Linked DNA regions of Mus musculus: all the other regions are linked to region 1. The links are chromatin contacts, called in public HiChIP or PLAC-seq and promoter capture Hi-C maps. All regions are on one chromosome and are shown on one strand. Each heading gives the region's core, a stretch centred on a gene start, on an enhancer-like site or on the middle of the called end of the contact. The rest is flanking DNA. Distances are from core to core; before and after follow the strand shown. Region 1 holds the start of Nadk2 (NAD kinase 2, mitochondrial). Region 2 overlaps Nipbl (NIPBL cohesin loading factor). Region 3 holds the start of Cplane1 (ciliogenesis and planar polarity effector 1). Region 4 holds the start of Nup155 (nucleoporin 155).

The links. Promoter capture Hi-C pulls out the DNA fragments that hold promoters and counts their contacts. HiChIP or PLAC-seq counts read pairs in DNA pulled down with a chosen protein or histone mark.
Region 2: a contact with region 1 is called in a promoter capture Hi-C map of liver, with 4 times the contacts expected there. The contact joins the enhancer-like site here to the promoter of Nadk2 in region 1. A contact is called at or near these places in 5 of 39 promoter capture datasets (the 3T3-L1 cell line, 3T3-L1-derived adipocytes, hippocampal neurons and 1 more) and 4 of 115 datasets of contacts at active chromatin or transcription factors (embryonic forebrain, embryonic stem cells, extraembryonic endoderm stem cells and 1 more).
Region 3: a contact with region 1 is called in an H3K27ac HiChIP or PLAC-seq map of extraembryonic endoderm stem cells, with 4 times the contacts expected there. The contact joins the promoter of Cplane1 here to the promoter of Nadk2 in region 1. A contact is called at or near these places in 4 of 39 promoter capture datasets (the 3T3-L1 cell line, the C10 cell line, hippocampal neurons and 1 more), 5 of 115 datasets of contacts at active chromatin or transcription factors (astrocytes, cardiomyocytes, embryonic stem cells and 2 more) and 1 of 9 other capture datasets (liver).
Region 4: an H3K27ac HiChIP or PLAC-seq map of extraembryonic endoderm stem cells shows a contact between it and region 1, with 4 times the contacts expected there. The contact joins the promoter of Nup155 here to the promoter of Nadk2 in region 1. A contact is called at or near these places in 4 of 39 promoter capture datasets (hippocampal neurons, liver and pre-B cells), 3 of 484 Hi-C or Micro-C datasets (CD4 T cells, CD8 T cells and muscle stem cells), 6 of 115 datasets of contacts at active chromatin or transcription factors (astrocytes, extraembryonic endoderm stem cells, fetal liver and 3 more) and 3 of 9 other capture datasets (adipose tissue, liver and pancreatic islet).

What each region holds. Positions count from the first base shown.
Region 1 is chr15:9,069,988-9,072,743 of GRCm38.p6, forward strand. It overlaps Nadk2 (NAD kinase 2, mitochondrial), which reads left to right and starts at 1,273. Exons shown (of 13, transcript NM_001040395.4): 1 at 1,273-1,778. The coding sequence starts at 1,515.
Region 2 is chr15:8,412,191-8,414,890 of GRCm38.p6, forward strand. The region is part of intron 1 of Nipbl (NIPBL cohesin loading factor); the gene reads right to left. Among named protein-coding and RNA genes, the nearest start is that of Nipbl, 31 kb to the right of the region's middle. Within about 2 kb of position 1,376, at least 2 of the 459 cell types and tissues checked have an H3K27ac peak or open chromatin away from gene starts, as enhancers often do. A contact at or near this core is called in liver, where this site is marked.
Region 3 is chr15:8,167,713-8,170,412 of GRCm38.p6, forward strand. Cplane1 (ciliogenesis and planar polarity effector 1) reads left to right here and starts at 1,394. Exons shown (of 53, transcript NM_001162906.1): 1 at 1,394-1,777; 2 at 2,594-2,682.
Region 4 is chr15:8,107,612-8,110,649 of GRCm38.p6, forward strand. Nup155 (nucleoporin 155) reads left to right here and starts at 1,702. Exons shown (of 35, transcript NM_133227.3): 1 at 1,702-1,991. The coding sequence starts at 1,835.

The sequences.
Region 1 (2,756 bases), core at 23-2,522:
AGGTAAACAACTGGGGTGTAGAAGGCTCTTTCAATCTTTAAAGTTTTAAATGTCCTAGACATGGGAATCTTAAGGACTGAAGTGGAAAACCCAGCAGGGGTTTTCCTGAGAGAATTCAAGACACATCCGAGAGGATGGTGTAATGAAGCAATGTTTTGGAAGAGGCAGAAGAAAGGATCCAAAATAAGATTTGACTAGGATATCCCATTGAGATGTTTCCAGCTAGAAGTGGGAGTCAAAAGTGTAGTTTTCTGTGACGTGAAAGAGAAAACAGGTTCGATATCACAGAGGCATCTGAGTGTCACAAACATGAAATAGCATGCCCGGAATCCAGAGGCCACTTACTGGGAGTGCCAGGATCGCAAAGGAAAGGACGCCACAGCAAGGACCTCAGGGCAGTGGCCACCTACCCTGTCTTATGACTTTCCCTTCATTGTAGCTTTCCCTTTTATTCTTAATCAGCCTACATCTCTATGGTTGTGTAACTGTTCCCACAGACTCAGTAACTTCCCTTGCTCTAGCTTCAAGGACTACCTACCCAACATTCCAAAGTCAGATCAATAATCATCAAACACTGCTCTGAGCTTGCCTACAGGATAAAGTGCAAAACATTTTTAACCCTTCAGTCTGGTCCTACACAGCTTTCCAACCTTATCTCGCGGTCTAGACAGACACACAGGACTAGACAAGACTCCTTCCCTCATTATCCTCCTCCTTTCTCCCTGACAGCACTGCCTCTCTAGGCTGGTGGTCTTTTGGTGGTCACCGGAGCTCGGGCTAATGCTCTGTGATCCTTCTCGGTTAGCTCTAATTCCTCTCTAATAAAGGGCTCGGCATCTTTATTTGCCATCAGGCCCTGCAAAACGAAGCCGTTTGGAGCGAGGTCACCGCCCCCAGCTCTTACTCCAGCGACGGCCACATCAGCCATCCAGCAGACACTGGTTAAAATTTACCCTAGACGAGCATGACCAACTACCCAGAAAGCAAGCAAAAATGAAAGCAACTAGAGGAAGATGCGCAAGAAACTTGCTTTCCCGCCAGGCGCTCAAAACTCCGCCTGCACCCCCAACGCCGCCCAGACCAGTTCCAACTGGATTTCTTCGGGCAGCTCGAAAGCCAAATAGAATTTCGTCCCTTTCCCAGCCCCAGCCAATCCCCGCAGCCCCTCGGGCTCCCAAACCTTCCCGACCTCTGATTAGCTGACAGATCTGGCCCGGGGGCGGGCTTAGAGCGGCCTCCCTGAAAGGGTGAAGAGGGAGGTGGGGCCGGGCCGAGAGGCCACTGCGCAGGCGCCCAAGAAAACGGATAAACAAACAAATAAAACCCACTGCCCGGGGGCCAGCCCGGATCCCCGCCTCCCGGGGCCTCCCGGGGCCTCTCCGCCCTCGCGTGCGTCTGGGCACGTCCCCCCCCCCCCCGGCGCGTTCCACGCACGTCCCCGCACTTAACCTGTGCGCGGCCGGCGCGGTGCTGGCGGCAGGGAGCGCGAGCCTGCACCCGCGGCCCCGCGGATCATGACTTGCTACCGGGGCTTCCTGCTGGGCAGCTGCCGGCGCGTGGCGGGTGGCCGCGCGGCTCTGCGGGGTTCGGGCTCGGGCGCGGACGGCCGGCGGCACTTGGGGCACGGGCAGCCGCGCGAGCTGGCGGGCGGTGGTAGCCCCGCCGACGGCGGCTTCCGCCCCTCGCGGGTGGTGGTGGTGGCGAAAACCACCCGCTACGAGTTCGAGCAGCAGCGGTACCGCTACGCGGAGCTCTCGGAGGAGGACCTGAAGCAGCTGGTGGGTCCTGGCGGGGGACGGCCGGTACTCGGGGTGGGGGTGGGGGGCGACGGGCCACAGGACACCCCCAAAGCCCGACAACCTTCCTCCGATTGCCTGTGGGGCCCCTCGGGCATGGGACTGGGGCGCCCTGAGCCTGCCTTAGAGGGGGCTCCTGGGACCGGGACTTGGGAAGCCACGTGTGTCCTCGCCCCCGCCTCGGTAGCACGGACTCCCATCGCTGAGAAGATGAGGGTTGTTCGCCCTGTTTGTCCTGGGGACCTCTCCCCAGACCACCGGGAGAAAGGAAATTCTCCAGCACAGCCACTGGTGGCGGAGAGAGGGCCGAAGTGCCGCGGTCACACCCCCTTCTCGCCTGGGGACAGAGGCCTGGCCAGGGAAAGCCCTGCTGGATTGTGGTCGCCTGTCCCTTCAGGGTCTCTTACTGCTTGAAAAGCAAGCACCTGGGACAGCGAGGCAGGAAAGCTGACCCGAGATGGGTTTTTGTGTTGGAAGGTCAGAAAAGGAACAAGTATGCCGGCTAATGGGGAGAAGGCATGAACCCTGAAGTAACAGGGCCTCCGCCATACACCGTGTTTGGTGTATTTACTAATAGCGTTGCCAGGTATGCCATGCGTGTGTGTGTGTGGGAAGGATTAAACCCAGAGTTCGAGCTTCCCCATTTTTGAAAAAAAAAATTGATTTTGTGCTACCCAGTAACTTTTGGGAAATGGGCTGTTAGCAATTTATTTAGGAACCCCCCCCCCCACAGTTATGCCTGTAATTGTTGACTCCAGACACCCGAAGGCTTTAGACTGAATTGTATATAAGCATTACTAAGTTATGTACAAGAATAAGTAGGCTGGCTGTTCTAAAATGATGCCCTTACCTTCACATTTTTATTTTAGACACAGGGGAAACAAATTGTAAATCCTTGCCTAGCTGCTGCATCTTGTCAGTATTGTTTGGCAAGTTGACAAGGTAGAAATCAGTGCAAAT
Region 2 (2,700 bases), core at 126-2,625, 660 kb before region 1:
ATCAATGGACTTATCCAGGAATGGTCTGTGCATGCTAACAGTGACCTGCCAGTAAAGATGTGCCCATTAATCCAATAGTGGCAGAACTGTTGAAGGACACCAACTGCTTTCAGATTGGATTTGAAGCCTACTCCACAGGAGGGAATTCATGGCTGGGGAGATCAAGGTCCTAGGAGGTACCTACTACTGTTGTTTTGCTAAATGGACATGTAGACAGATTGTCTTCTAAATATTTTTGTTTATACCTTAGATTAGAGATGCTCTCAACCATGGTCAGAGAAGATTCTTTTTGTCATAAGCAGTGGTTAATTCAGAGACTATTAACTGGTCAGAGCTCTGAGAATAAATGACATGGAGTACTCAGCCCTAACTGGTACATTTATATCAACATCTCCCACCCACAACTCCACAAGTCTTCAAGGAACACTGAAGAAGGAACAGAGAGAAGTTAAGAACCAGAGAATGGGGAGCAATGCTGTGATACACTGCCTTCTATACACGACATGGCTATTGGTGCAGTTACTGCATGAGACCTACGTAAGAGAGAGCCATCCACATTTGAGAGCAACTTGCATGCATGAAACTGTTAAATAATAAAAGCTGTTTTTAAAAGAGAAAGGAGGTTTGGGCATGAGTGTGAAGAAAACAATCATACTTGCTCCCAATTCAATTTAAGCCAACTATACTAAACAATGTTCCTACACATAAGAAACCTTTATTAAATATACTCTATTAAAACAGAAACTGAAAAGATGGAAGGTATTAAGTGGATACAAACTTAGAATCTAATGAATATCTTTTTTTGATAACGTTCTTCAGGTGTTACGTCCTCTCTACATGTCTTCCAAATGGAACATTTTCTCACCCAGTGGTTCTCAAGCTGTAGGTCACAACCCCTTTGGGGGGGTCCAACAACTCCTTCTTGCTTAACAGATTTAACAATGAAACCCATAACAATAAAATTAATTATGAAGTAGCAACAAAAAATAATTTTAAGGAACTAACTGTATTAACAGGCCATACAGTATTAGGAAGTTGAAAACCACTGAACTAACCAGTTCCTAGCATATTTTCCAGATTCTGAAGTCTTCATAGAATGTTTCTAGATTTGTGAATATATTGATTTTTTTCTTGTTAGTTGAGCCAAGAATTTCACAAAGAGAAAACAGAAGGGGAAACTGGTATAGTGGTCAGTGTTAACTGTCAACTTGTCAAGCGTCTAGAGCTGCCTGGGAGACAGGCATCTGGACATGCCTAGCGGAGATTATCTCCAGTGCCTTGATTAAGGTCTGAGTCCCTTCCTACCTTGCAAGTCTTTGGTTGGGATTCTGGATTGGGTAACTGGAGAAAAAAAGCAATAACATTGCTCCCTGCTTCCTGATTGCACAATATGCCATCTTTTCCAAGCTCCTACCTCGTTAGCTTTCTTGCTGTGATAGACTATACCCTGGAACTGTGAGCTCAAATGAACTCCATTTCTTCTGGGTTGCTTTTGCCAGAGTATTTTTATCACAGCAACAGGAAAAGAAACAGCCAGAGAGATGGCTAAGTTGGCAAAGTATTTGCCATGAAAGCTTGAGTTCTGACTTTCGTCCATCAAAACGCACTTTTTAGAAAAAACAGGCACAGTATGTTTGCTTGTAATCCCAGCACGGGGACAGCAGAGGCAAGGAAGATCCCTGGGCTTGCTCACCAACTAACTAGTCCAGCCAAAGCTGGAAGTTCAAGGTTTAATGAGAGACTGTCTCAAAAGGTAAGGTGAAGAACTAAGAGGTGAACATGCTATCAACTTCGAACCTCTACACAAATGTGTGCAGATGTGAACAAACAACCAAACTCACACACACACACATACATAAATACAAACACACATGCAGGAAAATAACAAGTGAATAAAGTAAACCAATACTTAAAAGATATTTTTAAAAGACATTATAGAATTCTCTATCTCAAATACAGTTTACTACGTAGGCTTCTAGCATAAATGTATCTATTTTTAACTCTTGGCTTCAACTCCTTCTGAAAGTTTAATATTCTCTCTTCCTCAAGAACTAGTTCAGTGTTCTACCCTATATAATAATTACTGTAGTTAGAGACAGATTACTAGTGCCTAAGTGTAGTAATATCAGCTCCCATACCTCTTTTCCTTTACTTGCTTTCTCCATCACTCCAAGAAAAACAACAACAACAAACCAACACACAGAACAAGAGATGGGAAGTTGGCCATGTGGCTAAGTTTGCAGTGCCAACAGGAGAACCTAAGCTTGGTTCCTAGAACTTATATAAAGCTAGACACAGTAGTAGTAGTTCCAGCATTCCTACTATGAGGCGGGAAAAGGAAACTAGAATCCCTGAACATTTGTGGGACAGTTAGACTGACTTATGTAATATGTGTGTATGTGCATAAACAGACACAGTAATTCAGATACAGTTCAGTGGTAGAGCTTTGGCTTGCGCAGGAGTCCATGAGTTTGATGATCTGCACTGAAAAATTTAAAATTGTTTCCTTGTAGAGAGGAGAGGTACAACCTACTAAAGCAATTATTTTTTAATCGGCAGATGGTATTTAACTAATTCTCTATTACCTAAGTAGATGACATTTTTGTTGTTGGTTTTCTTTTAGATTCATGACCATTTTAGCCAATTATTTACCAACAATACTGTAAATGAATATTCTAGCAAAGGCATTTTGATGCTCCT
Region 3 (2,700 bases), core at 144-2,643, 900 kb before region 1:
ATCTGTTACCCAGTCGTTGTATACGTAGAAGGCTCAGGGCTTGACAGGTTCTGACTGGAGCTGTCTGAAAGGCTGGATGAACCTAATCCGTCTGGAACCTGGGGCTATTCCTGAAGCTGCTCTAGAAGCAAGTCTCTGGAGACAGCATCAGAAGGGAGGGGGCTGGAGCAGCAGCTCATTTCAGCGTCCATGCGGATGAACCTTGTCAGAGCTGCACATTCAGCAATACGTGAATCTTACAACCAACAGTTTAGTACTGTAAGATACCTGTGTGGATTGTGCAAAGTGCACAGATGAGTTAAGGTTGAACTTTTGCTCCTTGTTTGAGCAGGTAAAAGACGAGTATTCTTTTTATGAGTTAATTTGATCGATAACCAATTGTGATAAATCCTTCATGACATGTGAAGAATTCCATGACCAACACGATTTATTGTCTAATTTTAGCTGAAGTTTTGGCTAGAGACTTTTTTTTTTTTTTTTTGGTTTTTTGAGACAGGGTTTCTCTGTGTAGCCCTGGCTGTCCTGGAACTCACTCTGTAGACCAGGCTGGCCTCGAACTCAGAAATCCGCCTGCCTCTGCCTCCCAAGTGCTGGGATTAAAGGCGTGCCACCACTGCCCGGCAAGTTTTTGTTGTTGTTGTTGTTGGTTTTTGTTTGTTTGTTTGTTTATTTATCTATTATATGTGTGTGCACTGTTGTCTTCAGACACTCCAGAAGAGAGCATCAGATTTTTGTTATGGATGGTTGTGAGCTACCATGTGGTTGCAGGGATTTGAACTCAGGACCTTTGGAAGAGCAGTCGGTGCTCTTAACCGCTGAGCCATCTCACCAGCCCGTTGTTGTTGTTTTTTAACTTGTTATTTTATGAGTGTTTTGCCTACGTGTATGTATGTGCACCACCTTTGTAGCTGGTGCCCACAGAAGCCACAAAAGAGTGTCAGATGCCCTGGAACTGGAGTTACTCAGGGTTATGTCGTAGGTGCTGGGACTCTGAAATCGGGTCCTCCACAAAGGCAACAACTGCTCTTAACAGCGCAGATCTAAATGTTGGTTCTTAAGGCATTCTCATGCCAAGCTCCACGGAGAGCTCGGAAACTCAAAAGTCTTGCACGAGGGGAAGCCAGGGATGGATGGAGAGAGAAAGGACTACCGAGCTGAGGAGAGAGCAGGAGGGCAGGACAGACTCGGTGGAGGTAACCCACTCTGGCAGGCTTGCAGCGCTCTCCCAGAACCCCGGCGCAAAGCTGGCTACGCCGAGGAGGCGGGGCGGGCGGGGATCCGTCAGGTGCCCGCCCACGGAGCGGCATGGAGCATGCGCAGTGGGGCGGCCCCGCCCACGCGTCGCCTGGACACGGCTCTGGGGTGGCGGGCGCGGCCTCCTCCAGGGCTCAGCGGCTTCGCAGCCTCTGCGGTCCTCGGTGGGAGGTGGCGGCCTTGGGACCTTCCCCAGGGGCTCGGTCCCCGTGCCCCCCGCCTCCCAGGGTCTCCGGGCTAGCTGTGGGGACTTCCGTTTTCCTCGCGGCCGCCCGCCGTCCCGCCCAGGTCCTTCTTTGGGTCGCAGGCGTCCCCTCCCCGCCGTGGCCCCTCACACCTCCACAGGGGACCTCCGGGCAGGACTCTGCGGCCACAGCCACGAGGAAACCTCTGAGGAGACCCCAGCGGACGGCAGAGCAGTGAGGGATGGACGCGGGTTCCTAGCATCCTCCGTAGCACAAACCCCGCCCGGGACGTCAGCGATTTTCTTGAAATTGTATGCTCCGATTTGTTTGAAATAAAGGTACCTTTCCCCGGTTCCCGTAGACTGGGCAGATTACTCCTGTCATACATATATTTTTGCGCCATGGAGCGGATTTTTTTTAAAAATCAGTTCTTCCATCTGCAGTGTCTGTTGTGTAGTGCTTGGTCTATCCAGTAGCATCAGTGTTTTGAGAGGCTTTGCAGTATGCGTCAGAAAATGGTGTTTGCTGCATCCCAGGAGAGAGGTGATTGTTAGAATTCTAAGTGACGGGAGGTTGTACGTGATTCTGTAGCGCACCGTACTGAAATCTTGAAGTGGGTTTGCTGTCTTTCTATCTTTTATGCTTTACTTGAAAAAAAAAATATGTCTATCTTTTCCCAAACAAATCCTTTGCATAAATCTTTAAGTGTCTTTCACATCTAGAAGGACTCATTAGACAAAAAACATAATACAATTAATCCCTCAAAACCAAAACTAACAAGTTGCTGTCACCAGTAGAATCTAACGATGATTAACTCAGTCGTGCTGGGTTTTCTCCTGTTGCCTTTTATCAATTTTGCATTTAAAGTTGCATAATGTAATTAAATATGTATTTTAGATTAACCAGTTCCTTATGTTTTGCTGTACCTTATTTTTCTCTTTACATGTGCATATGTATAGTATTTAGGAATTATTAAACTACCTAGAAATAGCTTTTGATTTGAAGATGATTGCGTATATTAAATAGTCTTATATTCACTTGTCATACTCAGAATAATGCATATTTCTGGTAATGCTATTTTACATGAGTAGTCATCAAATTTAGGAAACTTGGCATTGAATAATATAGCATTTTTGTTTTGTTTTTTGATGCAGAATAAAATGCTTCATTTGGCCGCCTTGTGTGGTTAAATCATCCTTCATTTGGAACACCTGAGCTTCTGATTCTTCGCTGACACTGGTTGGTTAGTTTCATGTCCATT
Region 4 (3,038 bases), core at 452-2,951, 960 kb before region 1:
GCATGACAAGGCGGTTATAACAAGGTAGGCATAGAACATTCTTGTTTCTTTGTTTGGGTTTTTCGAGACAGGGTTTCTCTGCATGACAGCTCTGACTGTCCTGGAACTTGCTTTGTAGACGGGGGCTGGCATTGAACTCACATTCGGCCTACGTCTGCCTGCTAAGTGCTGCGATTAAAAGCATGCACCATCAGCTCCTGGCCATGTAACCTTTTGAATCAAAGTAGGGTTGCAAGATGATTATAAACGACTTTTTGAAACAAAGACATGATTGCCATTCCTGGAACACTTGGTACAGAACCATTTGTAGTTAAGGCTGTGGGGAGCGGGGCATAGGCTAATCCCTGAGAAACAGAGGTTTGATTATAAACAGGCATGAACCTAGTTTGTTTTTTATTGTAAGCTGTCTTTTAAACGTAAGATGGAGGCAGGCTGATTCTTCGAAAGGTCTCAGTACATAGCCCAGTCTGGCTTCCAACTACAGGTGCCTGCCTCTATGCCTGGACCTTGAGAGGCATTTACTTTGTCTCTGTAAAAGTGTAGTAATTTGGTATTCCCAACAGCAGGCACGATTCCTGACACAGTACATACTCGGTTTCCTAGAATCAGACCATCTGTTGAATGCATCCATTATTTAATATCCTTGTGCTCTGAGATGAGAACAGATGGATCAGATGAGTGTTCTCCCAAGGCAACAAGGGAGAAAGGTATACAGCAAGAACAAACACTTTTTTCTTCTTTTTCTTGAGACAGACTCTCAAGTTTACTACAAACTTGCCACACAGCCGAGGATGAACTTATCCTCCTGCCTCCACTTCCTAAATCCGCTGGCAGGACCCATCACACAGTATCTCCCTTCCCGCCTCTGTTTGTTTTGAGTTAGGAACACATTCCGTAGCACGCTATCTGGAACTCACCAAATGACACAGTAATCCTTTTGCCGAAACCATAGGACGCGTATTAACAGGCATGAGACACCGTCCAACGCTGACCTCCAACCAAAAAATTTCGCAAAGCCACAAAGCCAATGACCCAGACACGCACATGGGAAAATTCAATAAATTCTTTCTTGGGGGCCGGGGGGGGGGGTGGTGGTTGAGACAGTGTTTCTCTGTGTAGCCCTGTCTGTCCTGGAACTCACTCTGTAGACCAGGCTGGCCTCGAACTCAGAAATCCGCCTGCCTCTGCCTCCCAAGTGCTGGGATTAAAGGCGTGCACCACCACCGCCCAGCAATCCAATGAATTCTTAATTCACCCCCATTATTTGAAACGCTGTGAGTTTCTGGCTCACAGGTAAACTTTCTGGAACTAGCGATCAATTTCTAACTACTGTTAGAAGTTATCAGGGAACCACGGTAATGGATGTGTGCCACTCTTCAGCCGTCGCCACATTCCAAACTGGGGGTGGGGCTCAAAGCAAAGAATCAGCACGCGCGATGTCACCACCGCACAGGCGACCGCAAGGGGACATCAACCCCACTCCAGCACCCGAAGTTCCTCTTCCCTCTCCCCCCCGCCCCGCCCCCAGTCCCCTCCCCTCTCCCGTATCCTCTTCCCTTCTCCTCCTCCCTTCCCTAGGCCATCTCCAAATTCAACTCTAGTCTCCTCCCTCACGCCTTCGCCAATGTCCGACACTCAACTGCTTCCTCTTCCCGTCCCAGAAGCGGCGTCTTCCAGTGCCGGGGAGGACGAACCGGAAGTGCGTCATGACCTGGCGCCCAGTTATTCGTTTTCCGCGCGCGTTCCGAGGAGCGGTTTTGGGCTCTCTTCGTTTTTCTCACGGTTCTCCACGGGTTTGGAGTGTTTCTATAAGGCGGTGGCCACGATTGCCGACATGCCATCGGTGCTGGGCTCTATGATGGTGGCCTCTACGTCGGCCGCCGCCTCCCTGCAGGAAGCTTTGGAAAACGCGGGGAGGCTTATCGATCGACAGTTGCAAGAAGACCGCATGTACCCGGACCTTTCTGAGCTGCTCATGGTGTCGGCCCCAAGTGAGTGATCGGTCCACTGGACGCTCTGTTTCCCCACCATAGGATTCTAGTCCGATTCCCCTGTCTTCTTCTCTGTACGTTGGTGCCCTCGTGAACATTCAGAGATTAGGGCTTGGTTTCTTGAAAACACGACAAACAGCAACCGACTTTTAGCTTTTATTGCTTATTTCTTCTTGTCTACACTTTATTTACTGTAGATACTCGAGGAGGTAAGAGCAAACTCATTAAGTCCAAATGAGAAGAATCCTCTGATCCAGATTCCATTTCTGTGCATTTTTTGCTTCGATAATGCTCGCTCAGAAAAGCAAGCGAGTTAATTTGGAAATCTGCCGCGTTCTCTCAGAGTCATGTCATACGTGTAGAGTTAGTATATTTGTGAGTGCCGGGACTAACTAGGAAAGAAATATAGGGGTCAGAAGGCTAACTGACAGGGAGAGCAGAACTAAGTTTATCTGCCAACAGAGGAGATAATTTGGAAGAATTTGCCTTAACTTTTAAAACTTGTTACCAGCTAAAGGTTTGTGGAGTTGCATTAGTTGCTACAAAATGTTTCTTGTGAAATGAAAGTTGGAGAAAAACAGAAATGTAACATGCAGGTGAGACTTGGTGAGAAAAAAAAATGGGTGGGAGTAACTTAAACAGAATAATCAATCAAAAGTAGCCCAAAGCACATGAGCAATGACTTGTAAAAATCTATTAAGAGATTTTTATTTTTTTAACCAGAAATACTGACAGCAGCCAGATAGTGGTTGTCCATTCCTTTAATCTCAGCATTTGGGAGGCTGAGGCAGGCGGATCTCTGTGGGTTCCAGGCTAGGCTGGTCTATAGAGGGTGCTCCACAGCTGCCAAAGCTACACAGAAAAACCTTTAATCCCAGCACTTGGGAGGCAGAGGGAGACGGATTTCTGAGTTCGAGGACAGCCAGGGCTATACAGAGAAACCCTGGGGGGGGGTGGGGTCGTTGAAAAACCCTGTCGTGGAAAACTGAAAAGAAAAATACCAGAAGCAAAGATAGTCTTTGTACTTGACAAGTATTAGCAAATGAG